6 separate regions of the Mus musculus genome follow, and regions 1, 3, 4, 5 and 6 are each linked to region 2. The links are chromatin contacts, called in public promoter capture Hi-C maps. All regions are on one chromosome and are shown on one strand. Each heading gives the region's core, a stretch centred on a gene start, on an enhancer-like site or on the middle of the called end of the contact. The rest is flanking DNA. Distances are from core to core; before and after follow the strand shown. Region 1 holds the start of Arhgef40 (Rho guanine nucleotide exchange factor (GEF) 40). Region 2 holds the start of Abhd4 (abhydrolase domain containing 4). Region 3 holds the start of Chd8 (chromodomain helicase DNA binding protein 8). Region 4 holds the start of Slc39a2 (solute carrier family 39 (zinc transporter), member 2). Region 5 holds the start of 2410022M11Rik (RIKEN cDNA 2410022M11 gene). Region 6 holds the start of Mphosph8 (M-phase phosphoprotein 8).

Evidence for each region. Promoter capture Hi-C pulls out the DNA fragments that hold promoters and counts their contacts. Capture Hi-C pulls out chosen DNA fragments and counts their contacts.
Region 1: a contact with region 2 is called in a promoter capture Hi-C map of frontonasal cranial neural crest. The contact joins the promoter of Arhgef40 here to the promoter of Abhd4 in region 2. A contact is called at or near these places in 6 of 39 promoter capture datasets (the 3T3-L1 cell line, frontonasal cranial neural crest, hippocampal neurons and 2 more).
Region 3: a contact with region 2 is called in a promoter capture Hi-C map of liver, with 2.8 times the contacts expected there. The contact joins the promoter of Chd8 here to the promoter of Abhd4 in region 2. A contact is called at or near these places in 3 of 39 promoter capture datasets (the C10 cell line, hippocampal neurons and liver).
Region 4: a contact with region 2 is called in a promoter capture Hi-C map of pancreatic islet. The contact joins the promoter of Slc39a2 here to the promoter of Abhd4 in region 2. A contact is called at or near these places in 1 of 39 promoter capture datasets (hippocampal neurons) and 1 of 9 other capture datasets (pancreatic islet).
Region 5: a promoter capture Hi-C map of cranial neural crest shows a contact between it and region 2. The contact joins the promoter of 2410022M11Rik here to the promoter of Abhd4 in region 2. A contact is called at or near these places in 4 of 39 promoter capture datasets (cranial neural crest, hippocampal neurons, liver and 1 more) and 1 of 115 datasets of contacts at active chromatin or transcription factors (astrocytes).
Region 6: a promoter capture Hi-C map of pre-B cells shows a contact between it and region 2, with 5 times the contacts expected there. The contact joins the promoter of Mphosph8 here to the promoter of Abhd4 in region 2. A contact is called at or near these places in 3 of 39 promoter capture datasets (hippocampal neurons, liver and pre-B cells).

Annotation. Positions count from the first base shown.
Region 1 is chr14:51,983,485-51,986,184 of GRCm38.p6, forward strand. Arhgef40 (Rho guanine nucleotide exchange factor (GEF) 40) reads left to right here and starts at 1,349. Exons shown (of 24, transcript NM_198249.4): 1 at 1,349-1,507. The coding sequence starts at 1,505.
Region 2 is chr14:54,257,954-54,260,653 of GRCm38.p6, forward strand. Abhd4 (abhydrolase domain containing 4) reads left to right here and starts at 1,330. Exons shown (of 7, transcript NM_134076.3): 1 at 1,330-1,366. The coding sequence starts at 1,344.
Region 3 is chr14:52,256,391-52,259,090 of GRCm38.p6, forward strand. Chd8 (chromodomain helicase DNA binding protein 8) reads right to left here and starts at 1,370. Exons shown (of 38, transcript NM_201637.3): 1 at 1,288-1,370.
Region 4 is chr14:51,892,346-51,895,045 of GRCm38.p6, forward strand. It overlaps Slc39a2 (solute carrier family 39 (zinc transporter), member 2), which reads left to right and starts at 1,265. Exons shown (of 4, transcript NM_001039676.2): 1 at 1,265-1,569; 2 at 1,744-1,874; 3 at 2,111-2,161; 4 at 2,554-2,700. The coding sequence starts at 1,455.
Region 5 is chr14:56,810,665-56,813,364 of GRCm38.p6, forward strand. It overlaps 2410022M11Rik (RIKEN cDNA 2410022M11 gene), which reads left to right and starts at 1,325. Exons shown (of 1, transcript NR_152252.1): 1 at 1,325-2,700. Zmym5 (zinc finger, MYM-type 5) reads right to left here and starts at 800. Exons shown (of 8, transcript NM_001253753.1): 1 at 670-800; 2 at 76-195.
Region 6 is chr14:56,666,849-56,669,548 of GRCm38.p6, forward strand. It overlaps Mphosph8 (M-phase phosphoprotein 8), which reads left to right and starts at 1,400. Exons shown (of 14, transcript NM_023773.2): 1 at 1,400-1,716. The coding sequence starts at 1,504. It also overlaps the pseudogene Gm4032.

The sequences.
Region 1 (2,700 bases), core at 99-2,598, 2.3 Mb before region 2:
GAAGAGTCTACCTTAACTGGAAGGTTGGAGATAGCTCCACAGTTCTTGCCGGTTAATCACAGGGTTTTCCCTGCTTGAGATTCTTTTTTAACCCTATGAACCAGAGGGCTCGTGTCATCCCCATGAATTAAGTTTCTCCCTTCTCCAGACCCACAGGAAAAGGGGCAGAATGTAGCATCCTAAGATGAAAAGAGCCTGTCATGGAGGCCCTTTCTTCTCCTCCTGCTCCAAGCCTCATCGACTGTATCCACTACCACACGTCTTCTAAATAAACTTTACCCTCTAACTGCAATGCCAACACCTTCACGATCTCTCTGGGAAATGAGTACCTTTCAGATCGCCTCCCAAATGTCCACCTTTTGGACCAGTCTGTGACTCAGAGACAGGCAGGGCAACCCCTTGATGTGCTGCGGTTCCTCAAGCCTTTTTGAGAGACCCCACTCGGCCTTCACTTCCATGTAGAAGTGATACTCGAGTTTGTAGGTGAGGCAAAAAAAAAAAAAAATTAAAGGAGCCTAGCCCCTTTTGTCTGAAGTGTAAGATAATAGTCACTGCCAAAAGCCCTAGCATATGGGCCACTATCGCCCTGCAACAAGAAGGAAAGATCTGACATCAGTACTAAAGCGTGGGGTCTAATCCGGGAACTGTTGCTTCCCCTTCTCTAACCGCAGAGCAACAGGGGTCTAAGGTAGAGAAAAAGGCAAAGGCAGCGTGGAGCAACTCCGCAAACGCCCCCAGACCCTACAGAGGGATCCTGATCCCGGGGCCCTGGCCTCTCAGCCGTGACACATATCCCCCCACCCCACATGCCAAGCCTTTACTTCGTAATTCCCCTCATCCCCCGCCCTCCCCAGGCTGCACACAGGAGCCCATTGTAGTCTCATGGAGCCTTGAGACCCAAGAAGGTGGAAGGGGAAGAAGGGCGGGCAAACGCCCAAGGCTTGGGGGAATACCCTAATTTCCCGGCCTTCAGCTCTACCTAAAGGGAACTAAAGGCTGTGGATCGACCTGGGCCCCAGGACCTTGCCAAGCCTTGCCACGGACCGGAGATGTGTCATGGACCCTAGAGATGGAAGAAGGCTTTTGGCCGCCGGGCAACCTGGGACCTAGGCGGGTCCCCTGCAGGGTCCCGAGCTGAGGCTGAACTGATCCCGCAGAGCGAAGAAGACGCGGGAAACCCGGGGCGTCCTCAGCTGGGCGGTTCTCGGAGGGGGCGGGGCGGGCTGGCAGCAGACAGCCAGGGGAGCGGAGGCGAGGCTTGTGGCCAGGGTTGGGGGGGCTTCTCGGCTGGGGTCCCGGGCTGGGCGGGGCGGTGCAGGCGGCCGTCTCGGCCCTCCCTGGCGGGGCCCCCGCGGCCTGGGCTGCCGAACGAGCGGGGAGAGCCGCGGTCGCCGCGCGAGTTGTCCTGCAGCTAGACCCGGCGAGACTGAGCGCCCGGAGGGAGGCGGTGGCTCACCCGCCCCGCCCGCCCGCCGGAGAGTGGGACACCTCCCGACGCCGAGCCATGGTGAGTCCCGCGAAGCACCCCGGTGTCCCCTCGGCCTTCGCGCAGCCCGCTCCGGGCCCCCAGCCCCGTGCCTCTTGTGCCCGCTTAGCGCTCCTTGGCGCTTCGGAGACTCTCCACCCTCCCATCCCCCCTTCTTTTCTTCGATCTGCGGTCCTGCTGCCTGCTCAGTCCCTACCGAGTATTGCCATGACCCTTTCTTTCTTCTGTGCCACCTCCCCATCCTTCGATGGTCTTTGCACACATCCCACCCCCGGTCTTTTTGGTCCTACCCAGTCTTCTTTTGCTGAGTTTTCCCTCCCCCTCCCTATCTCAGTTTTTCACTCCTGGAGACCCTCTGCGAGTTGGTCTGGCGGCAGCCCTTGAAAGGGCACTGTCCTGGGTCATGAGAACTGACCTGCCTGGAACCACCATTTTCCATCCCAGTCCCCAAACCCGGTGAGATGGGCCCACCCATCCGGCCCTGAGGGACTAGCCACAGCTGTGGCTGGGCCAGGGCCAAAGGGCATGTCCAAAGGGAAATTCCCTCACAGAAAGGGGGCTGTTTGGGGGTGGGTAGGGGGTGTTCCGCAGTACCAATGGGCGTGACGTTGCCAGAGCCAAAACCATAGTTTTTGGGACAAAGTTCCCCGAGGTTCATGCAGCTGCAGGGAACTGAGCTGTTCCTGACAGTGCCTGCCTCAGAGCACTGTCGCTGCAGGGAGGGATCTGGATGGAATCCTGTAGAGCAGAGGCTCGGAGAGCAGCAGCTCAGGGTACCAGAAGCCCATGTCAACCAGAGTGAACACTAAGCCCGGAACTTTCCGGCCAGAAGTACTATGAAGTACTACGGGGAGAGCGCCCACTGCCCAGGCGGGTGCAGCCTATAATGCTCATTGCAGAGTGGAGGAGGGGGAGAGGCCCTGCCAGGGCAATGTCTACGGAGAGTCTGGGAAGCATCACCCTGCTCAGAGGGTTGGAGCAAGACAGGAACTAGGCCAGTGAGCGCTGACTCAGTCTCGCCCGTCGTTTGGTCCCAGCCGACCAGAGGCCTGGTGTCTTGGGCTCCTGCCCACCTCCGCCTGCTCCAGACCCCTCCTCCCCTCCTGCCGAGGCCGTTTCCTGTGGCTGCGACTCTTGTTCAGCCATGAGCTCACCGCCCCTAATGGGTTGCAGCTGCTTCGCTGCTCAAGCAGTAGCTCCCCGGATCCTAACTT
Region 2 (2,700 bases), core at 80-2,579:
AAGACCAAAGAAAAATACTGTAGGACTAGGAACATAGCTCCACTGCTAAAGTGCCTAGCTAGCAAGCAGAAAGCCCTGGGTTCGATCCACAATCCTGAATCAACAAGCCTGGCAGAATACCCTATAATCCCAGCACTCCAGAGATAGAAACAGGAGACTCGGAAGCACAGATCATCCTCAGATACACATCCAATGTGAGGCCAACCCAGGACACATACACCTTGACGTGTGTGTGTGTGTGTGTGTGTGTGTGTGTGTGTGTGTGTAAGAGAGAGAGAGAGAGAGAGAGAGAGAGTCCTCAGTAGATTCTTTCCCCTTAAGTATGATTAAACTACTGCAGTGGATAATCAGAAAGGGAGCGGCTCCAGGGATGCCACACCCCCTTTGCCATTTCAAGTGAATTCTGAAGCCAGCTTCAAGATGTGTCCCGCCTCTCTGCCGAGCCAGCCTGAAATGTGCTCAAAACTTCTGGGTTAAGTCACTTCACATCCCACATCCTTAATCTTATATCCACATACCTAATCACGCCCAGCCTTATGCGTTAGGCCTTTAACTGGCCCTCCTCTGGGAGGTCCACCGAATGGAAGGAAGCAGGATACTGCTACTTTTTCCTTGGAAAGTAGGTTGAGGCAAGACATCCCCAGAACAGAGAAATGCTTATGCTGACAGGTGTCACCCCTCATCTTAGAGCTGTGAATACAGGATGCCCCAAATACTACAGGGAGCCTACTTAGCTTTAAACTTTGCTGTCTAAAATTTAACTAGGCAGCATGCTTTTTGTATTTCTGGAACCGGGAAATCTTGGGTTACAATATCCGAGGCCCTTTTATAGGAAGCACCCTTATGACTCCACGGACATCTAAACCATTTCCATAGGACTACCAAGGCAGATGAAGCGTCTGTGACCTGAGATACAGAGGGAAGCTTGAGAACGTGAGCAAGAGGCAAAGCAGTTCCTTCACTCTTTAATTGAAGGAGGTGTGGAGGCGGGGCTGGTGGCATTCCAGTGAGGAACTTTGAGTTTTAAACTACCTGTCTTCCTGTCTCCCTCACTGTCCCCCAAAGGGATGTGATCCGGATTAAGGAGCCTACTTTTGTGGGACCGTAGTGTTCAGCCTGGACGCAGGCCAGAGGGAGCAAACAGAAGGAAGCACCCAACTGATTGCTGTCCATGTGCTGAGTCGGTTGGTCTGCCAACTTTGCCCGCTAGAACCCCGCTAGCGACCCAGGCCCCGCCTCCGGCCCCGCCCCCTTTGTTATCCGATACTTCCCTGGGTCAGCTGGTTCTGGCGTCGAGCGGAGGGATGGGCTGGCTCAGCTCGACCCGGCAGGGCTTGTTTACTATGGCTGATGATCTGGAGCAGCAGTGAGTTACTCCTGTCCGTTTCTCTTTCTGTCTCTATCTGTCCGGGCCAGGATCCGGGGACTGTCTGTAGTTGCGGACAGCTTCAGACTCCCCGCCTTTCCTTTCAGGTTGGCTTCCAGGGAGGGATGGGTTGCGCTCAGGAGCCCCGGGAGCGCTGAGAGATGAGAAGGCTGCGGAGCTGGGAGAGTGTTGAGGGTTAAGCTTGCGTTCAGCCTGGGGACTCTGACTTTCCACTAGTCTTCGCGATCGCCCCTCTGGTAGCCCAGTTAGATTAGTGGTAAAGCACGAGGAATAAGCTAGCTCTTCCCGATGCGGACGTGGTGCTTGTGGAGACTTGCCCGGAACTAAAGTCGTGGGTGTGAAAAGCCCTTGAAGGACAAGGCATGGGTAGGAGAAGTCTCCACTGCGATGGAATTAGTGTGGAACTGGCTTGCAAATTCCTTTAGCCCTTGGCCGCCTTTACGTTCTGCTTGCAATCCTAGTTGATAGTGTTCTTAATCATAAACACATGCTTACTGCCGTGGTTTCAGAAGTAGGTTTGTTAGATTGGGATGTGGTTACTGCTCGCCCAAGGCCATCAAGTTTGAGATGCCACCTGTGTGATGGTGGTCTAACAGGATCGGGAAAAAGTTGCTTAGAGGAGAATGACTCAGCTCCAAGGGTTTCACAGGAACAGGGCCTTCCCTTGACCTAATATTTGTCCTTTTGGATCTGCAGAACAACGAAATAACTTTGTATCAATAGTAAACAATCGTGTAAGGGACCTAAAAGAACTGCCCAAGAAGAGTATTGCTTTCTAAGAGGAAATTTATGGTGCCTACAGTGACTTGCGGGAAACGGCACTAGAGCCAAAGAAGACTCAGGTCATTCAGCTCCGTTTTACAAATAAAGCAACAGATGCGGATGCCCATAGAAATTCAGAGACTTGCTCAATGTTAAGAGGCTGCTTGCCTCACTCTCCCACCTCAGCTCTCACCTCCCTAATAGCACTGACACACAGTGTGACAGGCACTGTTGCCTTTTCTCTTTCTGGATTGTTTGTACAGAAGAAAGGCCAAGCTGTGCCCATAGCTCCCTGTCCCCCAACCCCCACCCCTTCCAGGCCTGTGTGGACTGCTGCCAGTGTTGCTGTCTCATAGGGAAGCATTTCTCTTGAGCTCTGCTGTCCAGAGTTAGAGATGTGTGGGGTTCGTTCAGGTGTCATGGTCTGACTTGTTATAGCCTACAATGCAAAGAGGAAGTCTCTCTTTTGAGACTGGCCAAGATCTGTGGTCTAGGTATTGGTGCTTCATCCAGCGAGTTCCCATGATACTCAGGGTGCCCATTGTGTATGC
Region 3 (2,700 bases), core at 120-2,619, 2.0 Mb before region 2:
GAAATTGATTACAACTTGTGGAACCTGCAGGGTGACCATAAAAAGATATTTTTAGGCAGAAGACACTCTGTAATCAAAAAGACAATATCCCAGCAGGGGCCAGAGGTGCACGCCTTTAATCCAGGCAGAGGCAGGAAGATCTCAGTGAGTTAGAGGCCAACCTGGTCTACAAATGGAAAGCCAGATATCCTTTCAAAAGAAACAACAGCAACAACATAAGGGAAACATTCAAATTGCAAATCCATGTCCTAGAATCTGATGTGCCCCCCCAAAACGACCTCAGTTGGCACTAAGCCAGTCTCTGAGTTAACAAACTCAGAACAGAGATTCTGTGGACATCGATGTGATGGCAGAATGCAGCAAAATCGCTAAAGCAAGGTCCTCACTCGTGTCTGAGATGTCTCACTGTGTCTATCTTTTGAAAGAAAATTACGTAGCGTTTAAAATCCGACTTCTGGCTCACTTTGCTCACTCACTGCGAAGACTGGTTCACTACATACCTCCTCTGGGAAGCCTTTAACGACGTCAGGACTGCCCCTTAAAGAGGCGCTGCTGCGTATGCACAGCTGCAGCAATGGCAAGCCGACTAGAAACAGGTAAATTAAGACACAAAAAAACCAAAACAAATTTTAAATAATATTCGCCAAGAGGCAGTCCTCCTCTAGTGAAGAGTTTACATAATGTGTCAGAAAACCAAAGAGCTCTGCAGACCTGTCAAGGAAGACACAAGACTTGTGCTGTTCGTTTCCTCGTCACCTCTACTTTGCAACAGCCCCGCAGAAATTGGGAACATAATAAATCCGAACACGTTCACCTCAGGCTTCCCTACCCACATTTACTAAAAACATTAAAGATAAGAGAGGAGAGGGAAAAAGAATCCAGCCAAAACAAACTAAAACCCTGGCCTCGCACTTCTGACTCCAACGTATGGAGTAACCTAACCGAGCAGGGGAGTTTTTCTTCTTGGGAAAGGAGGAAGAAGAAAAAGGCAACTGTCTCGAATGTGCGCCTCGCCCAGCAGTGCCATGACAAGCTCCAAAACTCCACGCTGGCCCTAGCAGCTCCCTCGCGGCCCGTCCCAGCACGGCCCCGCGGCCCGTCCGGTCCCCAGCGCCTGCCTCTCACAAAGGAGAGTGGTTCAGCCCCGAGCATCCCGCACCTGATCACCGCTCGGCGCTGCACCCGCATGGGTGCGAGCGAGCGAGCAAGCGAGGACGTTGTTACCCCACCCACTACCCGCCCAGGCTCCGACGAGGCTTGGTGGAGCCGCGCGTGCCGCAGGCTTACCTGAGCCAGTCCTGCGGCTTCCTTCCCTGGGCAAGAGTTGCAACCCACCGTCCGGGAGAACAAGGCGCCTTCCGGCGGAGCACGGCCAGCCCTCGCCGCAAGCAAGCTTGCTAGTCCTCCATGCGCCTGGGCCCGCCCACCGCCCTCCATCTACCAATGGCGTGGCCGGAGCCGGGCGCCATCCAGGAAGTCTCCGAAGGCTGGGAGGGCCTGAGGCTGGGAAGGGTACGTAGGCAACCGCAGATATGCCTGCTTGGAAATCGGAGCGGGCGGCGGGCTGGCAGGCCAGGCCTCTGACCCCCGCCGCTGGGGGCGCTGCAAACCCGGACAGCACCTGCTACCTGTCTCGGGAGGCCATCTTGGGTCGACTGGCTTGGTGATCTCCCACGATTACGTATAGGAATGTGAAGGCCTTTTTGGAGTTCTGTTGGTCCGTTTTGGTCCAGCCCCTACATGCCCTCCTCTCATGTACTCAGGATGCCTGTCAGTCATGGGGAGGAACTCTGGAAAAACGTTGAACAAGACTGGAAACAAGCCCCACCACCTCTTAAACGTAGGAATGATGCTGGTTTATCAAAGAAGCCAACGATCAGTTTTTCTGAATGCCACTTCTAGGGTGATCCTTGACAAGCAGGATTATCAACACATAATCGACACGGGTTTTATAGCCATTCTACTTGCTTATCTATGCACGTTTCAGATTTTCCAGTATTAGAGTTTTGTTTGTTTTTTTGAGACAGGGTCTCAATATATCAGGCTGGCGTTAAACACAGAGATATGGTATTTGAGGCATGAGCTACCACGCCCTAGACCAGTGTTCCGATTTTAGCAACCCAAAATTCTGAGTCATTTAGTAATATCGGGAGTGAGGAATTTCACTTAAAAAGCAAAGGACCTTAAATTTACCAATAGTTCCAATTACTACGCACGAATACACACTGGGAAACAAGACTTATCAGAGGTACACTGACGGAGTCATTTATTCTGGAAAGAAGCAAAATTTCACCATAGGTCAAACTACACTGAGAAAGGTGTTCCTGCATTTTCTAAAGTTCTGCCGACTACATTTCCATACAAGAAGGGTTTTTTGGTTGTTGTTTGTTTGTTTAAATACCAGTATTAGAAAACTCGAGGAAGCCGGGCGTGGTGGTGCAGGCTTTTAATCCCAGCTCTCGAGAAGCAGAGGCAGGCGGATTTCTGATTTCGAAGCCAGCCTGGTCTACAAAGTGAGTTCCAGGACAGCCTGGGCTACACAGAGAAACCCTGTCTTGAACCAACCCCCCCCCCCCAAACAAACAAACAAACCTGAAGGAAGCTTGAGCAACACAGCAAAACCTGCAAAATTTGTTTTTAAAGAGATTTATTTATTTTTATAAACTTTGCTCTTGTCATTTTCCCTAAACAATATAATTT
Region 4 (2,700 bases), core at 15-2,514, 2.4 Mb before region 2:
GACACCTCTGTTTATTTGGTTTGTTTCCATTTCCTGTTTCTATTCTAGAACAACCCCATTTCGCAACAGGAAATGTTAACCCCCCAAAACAGGAGGATGCCCATCAGAAAGGCAAGGGCACCTCAAGTCTACCTTCACACAGCCTAATGCCCAGCTGTAAGGGAAGGGGACCGAGACCCGGAAGAGGGCTGGGGGCAAGCTGATAAGATCACACCACAGGCTTTGTTAAAGGTCAAGGTTTTTAGAGTTGTTGGCACTGATAGACATCTGGTAGACCATTCAGGTTCAGCGCTCAGGTTCTGCACTTCAAGCCTATAAATTGCCCTGTACAATGAAAATGACAAGGTTAACAGTTGCGAATTACAGTACTAGATGGCCACTGGGACGGCACAGCTTGCCTTGACTGAAACAATGAAAGTGTTCTGCCTGACCTTTTTTTGTTTGAAGTTTGTGGGTTTCCTTAAACTTTAAAGATAAAAAAAGAAGTGTTTAAACTTTTATATAAGAGAAAAAAACAATTGACTGATTTCTCTGGGGGGGGGGGGAGGCTTCTTCACAGAGACAGAAAGTGACAGGTGGGACATAGGGTACCAAGGCTCTGGAGAAGCAGAGGCAGGTAAGTCTCTGAGTTTATCAAGGCTAGCCTGATCTACATAGTTCCAGGCTGGCCAGGGCTATACAGTGAGTCCCTGCGTAAAAAAAAAAAAAAAAAAAAAAAAAAAAAAAAAGTGACAGTATACATGTTGTAACACTAGGAATAGCACACAGGCACACACACACATGAGACAGAGAGAGAGCACTCCCAGGGAATTTCCATGCCTGGAGCTATTTTTCTGGAATTAGAGGAAAGGGGACTCTCATCACTTGCTAATTCACACAGAAGAGTAGCAACTCCACCCCCTTTACCCTCAGGTGGCCCCAAATCCTCTCTGAAAGGGTTCAGTTCAAGTATCAGCGCGGCCACCTGTAAGACTTAGGATAGGGTAGAGCGTAGGTAGAGCGTGTGGAAGGCTTATATTAAATGTCCTGACCGTGGCAGGACCAAATTGCCTCACACATAAATTAGCTGGGACGTAACTACCGTAGGTTGTTCCATTTGAGGTTAGATCAACCCCAGACATGAACTAAGAGTCCTCAGAGAGCTTGGATTAGTCACAGCATTGAAGAGAAAACTTCTCTGAGCTGGACCTGGCAGGGAGTCTGGAGTTTCTGGTTTGGAAGCTCAGGAAGGTGTAAGGCAGGGGAGGGGCCTCCAGATAGTGGGAGGGTTGGTGACTGGGGCTGAGCCCTCGTCTGCTATGCGGGTGAGAGCTGTGTAAACCCAGACAGTCCAGGGACAAGAAGGTTATCAGCAGTCCTGAAATTCACGAGAGGAAATACTCCACTTTGACCACTTCAACTGCTCCTGACTGCTTTTGCCTTTCTGAGGTCTCTACTTACCCTACAACCCAAAGATGGAGGTACTACTAGGAGTAAAAATCGGCTGCCTGCTTGCTCTTCTGGTTCTCACACTGGGCTGTGGCCTTACTCCCATCTACGTGAAATGGTTCCAGATGGATGCAGCTACAGGTACAGCCCCCACTCTGACTCTGTTCCTCAGACCGCCTTATCTCAGACCTTTCCTAGCATCTGGCTCTGTTCTCTCCCACCCCACCCCACAGATGTTGAGTGCCATCTGTTGCTCTTCATTCATTCCCATTTACCTCACTGCTAACTGGAGAGTAACCTCTGCTTTTTTATTAGGTCATCACCACAGGGTCCTCAGCCTCCTGGGCTGCACCTCTGCAGGTGTCTTCTTGGGAGCAGGGTTGATGCATATGACTGCTGAAGCTCTGGAGGGAATTGAGTCAGAAATTCAGAAATTCGTGGAACAGGTGGGTAGCCAAGAAATCCAGTGGCAGGGCTATGGGACCGGGATGACAGACAGAAGCTGGGGCCATCGGGAAAGCTCTGAGTGCAGCGCACCGGTGGGACAGCCGCTGTTGAGTAGACGTGGGGGGTGGGGGAGGTGGTGGGGTTGAGCATCTGAGGAAAGCTTGTTGGCTGAAAGGGCAGGACAAGAACTAGAGCTGCCTCAGACTCAGTCTAATTTCTGTTTCTGCCTTCCTAGAATAGTACAGGAAGTAAGGGAAATTCTTCTCGTGATGCTGCTTCTAGTTACGTAAGTATCTATCATTAGCCCCTGCCTGGAGATCGAGGCGAACCTGGGACTTTTCGTGCCCCTTTTGATATGTGAGGAATACCAGGACTCTCTACTCTCACTTCAAATAATGTCAAGAAAGACAGTGCCGACCTAATCTTTGTTTGTGGGCCCTCAGAAACAGCTCTTGCATCACTCCATCCTTCCTACCCTGGACCCTATGACAGAGGTCACATTATTTTCCTTTATTTCTAATCCAAGCGGCATTTTGTCCCTCAGCCCCTCTGGATCTCTCTCCTCCACGAGGCTCCTCTCGGGCTCCACCCCTTTTGGTCCTTGTACCATGTGGTCCCGGGTCCACTCTATGTCGTCTCCTTCTTTTCCTGGCTTATGGTACCTCTCTGTGTTCCTAGGTGGAGTATCCCTATGGAGAGCTCGTCATCTCCCTGGGCTTTTTCTTTGTCTTCCTTTTGGAGTCGCTGGCATTGCAGTGCTGTCACGGGGCTGCTGGAGGATCGACAGTACAGGAAGAGGAATGGGGAGGGACTCATGCCTTTGGA
Region 5 (2,700 bases), core at 75-2,574, 2.6 Mb after region 2:
AGGTAGCACCAAACCCTGAACGCCAAAGGAAATAAATAAGTCAAGGTGAAGTTATTCCCAAGCTGTTCTACCAACCTTCTCCAAATAAACAATAGATCAACTAAACGACAGCAGGCCAAGCTCATATGTTCTTTCCAGTTTCAGAATTATGAGTAGAGCGCGCAGCTGAGTCGAAGAGTAAACGCGTCCTCGAATCTAGAAAGGGATTCACATTTCTCCTAAGTAGTTACCACTCAAGTACAAATCCGACCCGGGAGAGGTTCAACAATTGGGTCCCATTTGCCGCAAGCACTTGATTAGGGCCTAACTCCTCAGTAGCCCGCGACAGGCACCAGGTCAGCCATTAGAAACTGGCTCAAATAAGATTAAAAGCTGCGACAGACCGACCCAAAAAAAAAAAAAAAGAGAGAGAGAGAAAACGCCGCGGGACGTAAGAGGACGCCCCTTAACACGGAAAACTTGGGGTGTCGGTTGAACAGACAGGGTGGGAGTGCGGCCCCCGGGCGGGAGGGCCAAAGGGCCCCTCCCCGACCCGCCCGCCCGCTCGCAGCACAGAAAGGAAAACACTCTTCGACCTCCGGCCGCTGCCGCCCGCACCCGGAGGCTCTCGCGCTCCCCGCCCCGCGGCCGCCTCACCCAGCCAGCCCTGCCGCGCCCGCGCTCCCTCACCCCTCCGGCCGCACGCGAAGCCGCCCTGGACATCAGCGCGGCCCCCAGCGCACCCTCAGGCCCCGACGCAGCAGCCGCGACACCGGCCGCCGCGGGCTGTTAAGCCCGGCTCGGTGGGAGGCTCCCGACGCTGCCCTCACCCATCTCCGCCTCCCCAGTCGCCCCCGCCTCCGCCTCCTCCTCCCGAGGCTGCGCTGCTCCCAGCCACCCCCACTCTCCGCGGCCCTCGACAGGAAAGACGGCGGGGAGAAGCCTCACCGGGTTCTGGCTGCAGCTCCGCGGAACGAACCTCCCCTCCCCCGGCCCACCCCCCTTCGGCGACACGCACAACTCCGCTCGGTCCAGTCCCGGCTTTAGCGCTGGTGAGGAGGAGGCAGAGGAGGCGGTGGCACGGCGGGGCCCGGGGAGGCCCCGCCCTCCGCACGCTCATTGGCTGATGGCGTGGGCGGCACGGAATGCCTCGGGCAGGCTCCATTGGCCCAGTCGGCCTTCTTTCAGGACCCTCCTCGGTGAGGTAGTCACGGCGGCTGTCCGTCAGACCTGGGCCACGCCCTCGGGCCTGCCGGCCCCCCCCCCCCCCCCCCCCGCCGCCAGCCCCGGGCTGGGCCGGCCCTCCCTCTCTTCCGCCCTCCCTCCGTGCCCCCGCCCCGCCCCCACTCGCGGGGTCTGCCCGGGTCAGGAGCCCGAGTGGCGCTGCCCGCAGTTCGGCTCGCGCTTCGGCCCTGGGGGCGGGCGATATTCGTCGAGGCTTCCGGTGGGCCCGGGATCGGGACACTGGGTCTCGGCCTCCAGACGGTCGCCACGGCCCTTTGCGACTCTGCTCGAGGAGAGACGCGGCCTCGATGTCCCGGCGTCCTCCCTGTCCAGGCCCCCAAGACCCCGGCGACTGGCGAGCCCGGCAATGCCTGCGGCGGACCGAGGGGGCGAGCCCGGCCGCGGCCGCAAGGGGACTGGTGCGCTGGCGGCCGTGCAGGCGCTTCCACCTTGCCTGGCCCGTGGGAAGGGTGTCCCACCTCCGCCATGGCTGCGGCGGGAGGAGACGTCGGCCTCCATTTTGTGGGATCTGTTGGGAGAACTTGGGGCCCATCAGAACCGAACCCGTGGGGACGAGAAACTTGGCCCGGAACGAGTCCGATCGCGCTCTACCATAGGCCTTGTCCTCGGCCGCCAAGAGTTTGCGCGCCGAGATTGCGGCGGGGCCACAGGACAGTGGTGACCCCAGACTGCCGCCGGGCAAGATGGAGCCCCGGGCTCCCTTAGCGGGCTCGCGCCCCTGGGACCTGGGCTGTCTGGCCTTGGCCGTCGGTGCCTGGCCGAGCACGCGCTCTCCGGCCTGCCCGGCGCCTGTCCTCCACGTTTGCCGGGCCTCGGGCCATCGCGTGCCCTTCGCTTCATCCTGGCTCCGTGGGCAGTGACCCTCTAATGGGAGTCCCACCGGACGCATTCGGAGCGGAGCCGCTGGAGGGCGGCACGAGGGTCTTTTGTTCCTCGTCTATACCCATGTCTTTGGCAGAAGACTTGGTGCCGGATTTCCAGGACTCCCTGTAACCTAAGAAATGCACCTCGCCCTGGTGTTTGTTAGCGGGATTACAACTGATGCTTTTAGGTTGGATTGAGGTTCTTGTTACATAATATGTGAAAATATATGACTCTTAACTGGACTTGGTGGCGCATGCTTTTAGTTCCAACACTTGCAGGCAGAGGCAGTTGGATATCTGTGAGTTCGAGGCCAGGTTGGTCTACAAAGTGGATTCCTGGACAGTCAGGGCTACACAGAAAAACCCTGAGTTGAAAAACCAAAAGAGCAAAAATATATATGAGTCTCTCTTTTAAGACAATGTCTAGCATAGTCTGGCCTGGAACTCTGTGATCTTTCTTCTGCCTTTGCCTCTCTCTTCCTCTGCCTCTGGAGCATTGGGATTGTAAGCATGTCACCACTGCTTTCTTGGTTTAGGCTTAGATATGATTTGAAAACAAAATCCCACACCTCATAGCACAGGAATGGAGTGCCAGTATTAAAGGCACAGAAGT
Region 6 (2,700 bases), core at 150-2,649, 2.4 Mb after region 2:
GTCTAGTCACTCAGGCAGATACAAGAGGTACACAGCGAAGATAGTCAGAATTATTTCTAAGCATATACACCAGTGTTGTTCTTTTCAAATAGTTGTTATTCAGGGTCCTCTTGCCTACCTACCAGCAGAGTTAGGCTTTTCCTCACAAGGGCACAGGGGATTTAATGGCAAACTAGGACTTAATGATAGGTGTGACTTGGGGCTCAGCCATTGAGCTGCCCCTTAGAGGCTTTTTTTTTTTTTTTTTTTTTAATAAGGTGGATAGGCTTAATGGCTGGTTGTAAGTTAGGGTTGTCTCCTTTTGTTGTGGAAATGGAGTCTAATTGGAGGTCAATCTTAGTGCACTAACGTTAACAGAAACTTTCTCAGCAACCCAAAACTTCAATGTTGGCACAAAAATGTCTTTCCTAGAGTTTGTAATAAGCCTGGTAATTCTCTTCCAATCATATCGCAGGCTCGCTTCCTAGTGACTCCTTTGTAGCATCAATATTACTCGTTTCTCTTGCATCAACCCCGCACCTGCTTCTGATATTTTCAATTCAATAAGAAGCAAGGGAACTTGGGAACAAACACATAGGTGGTTTTGGCTTGGTTTATCAGGTGTGAATGATCCAATTAATTAAGTATAGCCCAAATGGGGCCAAGCCAGGCAACCTGGGCTCTATCTTTTGAAGGAGAGAACCAACTTTTACTCAGCTACTAGGACCAAGCCTCCAACCATCACCTGCCAGACAAACGCCCTATCACTGAACTACTTTCAAAGCCCAACAAGTAAATCCCATAAATTATTACTTGATACAGTGTCTTGCTGTAAAGATTGGCCTTTCTCCTGACAGAAGAGAATACATATTGGGGGAATTCTCTCGCTATGTATGCCCTTGGAAATTAAACTCAGGTCCTCATATTTGGCGACCAGGGCCGTAATCTGCTGAACCACCTCCGGGTCCCTATTCTCTATCTATAAACGCTACTCACTAAAATGAAATATCCCTATAGGCTATATGTAATTGATTCGACCGCAGACGCCATATAAGCCAGCCAAAACCATACGAAAGGATTCCTGGGCAGCCATTCCGCACAGGCGGGTCTCGCTAACACTGGGGGTCCCTTTCCCAGAATCCTCATGGTCTCCTTCCGACAATCCAAACAACAGGTCTCCTCAGGCAGCGGGCGTCACCGGAGTTTGGGAGGTGAGGTGCTAGGACCGCCCCTCGCAGTCTCCCCAGGGGAGCCCTTCCGCTCTTCCCTGAGGCAGCGTTCTTCCTCAGAGTCCGTCGACCCGCCCATCCACTTCCCGTGAACTCCCCAGGGAGCCGGGGAGCGCGCCTTTGCGTGATTGGCCGTTCTGTGTGTCAATCCAGAGCTCGGCGCCCACAATTGGCTGGCTTGCCTCACGGTCGAGTCACGCCGCTGGAGCGGATTAGGGCGGAGCGGCAGGCGCGCGGTGCTGTCCCGCTGTGGGTCGCCGGCGGTTTTTCGCGTTGGTTTTGCACTGCGTCTGTGATGGCGGCGGCGGCTGAGGAGGGCATGAGTGCGGCCGCTCTAGTTATGTCAGTTCCCGACAGCATTGGCCGTTCTCCCGAGTCCGAAGGAGTTGGAGCAGGGGACGAAGAGAAGGACGCAGCCACCAAAGGAACGGTGGCCGTTGGGGACAGCGAGGAGGATGGGGAGGACGTTTTCGAGGTGGAGAGGATCCTGGACATGAAGTGCGAGGGAGTATGTGGGGGCTGAGCGGCCGGACAGGGAGTCTCCGGGGCGGGGACGGCGGGTTGGGAGAATCCGAGTGGGACGCCGAACAGCCTGGAACAGCTTGGGAGGACGGTGGCGGTCCGTAGGCGCAGACTGACATCCTGGAGAGGACCCTGGCCGCAGTCGGTGGAGGATGGATGCTTAGGGAAGTTCTAAGTGTTGTTTTGGCAGAAGAGACGAAGCGGTGACATGGAATGTTGAGAATCGTAGGATGCAAGGCAGCTGGTGGGAGACTTCTGTGGCCTTCAGCATTCGGGTATACGGTTAGGGCCATGGCTTTCCGTTAGGAAAGACTGGAGGATTCTCTACACCGTTGTCCCAATGTTTTCTAAAAGTAGAAAATGCTCCTTGGCTTAAATTCAGGAAATCCCATTCACACCGAGTGCCCGGGACAGTAAAGGTTTCCCAACCCAAAGTGTCCCTTTTCTGCGCGTTTTATGAGTGTAACTCAAGAGATTTAGAGTAAGCTTGAAAGGACAATCTTCGCACATCGTGCTTGAACACTTAACATCCTCCTTGCTGCGAATGTCGTCCCCGGGAGAAATTCTTAGTCTGTATTTCCAAGGCTTGGGATCCATCTGTTTGTGATACCTTTTCTCCCCTCTCTTCCCTTACCCGAGCTCTGCAGAAAAAGGTGCTTTCTCAGTTCTGTCCTTACTCTCTTACCTCTATTTAAGTCATTGTCTTTTATCTCTGTATTTGTCTTTTCTGCTCTAGATTGTGGGCTCCTTTAATCAGGGGATGTGGTTTATAATAATGCTTGAATCACGGACACTTAGTCCAGTAACAGCAAAGGCTGATTTTGTTGTTGCCGTTATCTGATACCGTGTACTGGACCCAGGGTTTCATGAATGCAAGGCAAGAGCTTTACCACAGAGATCTATCTCACGGCTGTGGGATTATTGAATGAGTAAACGAAATGGGAATTTGGAGAAAGGAGAAGATAAGGGC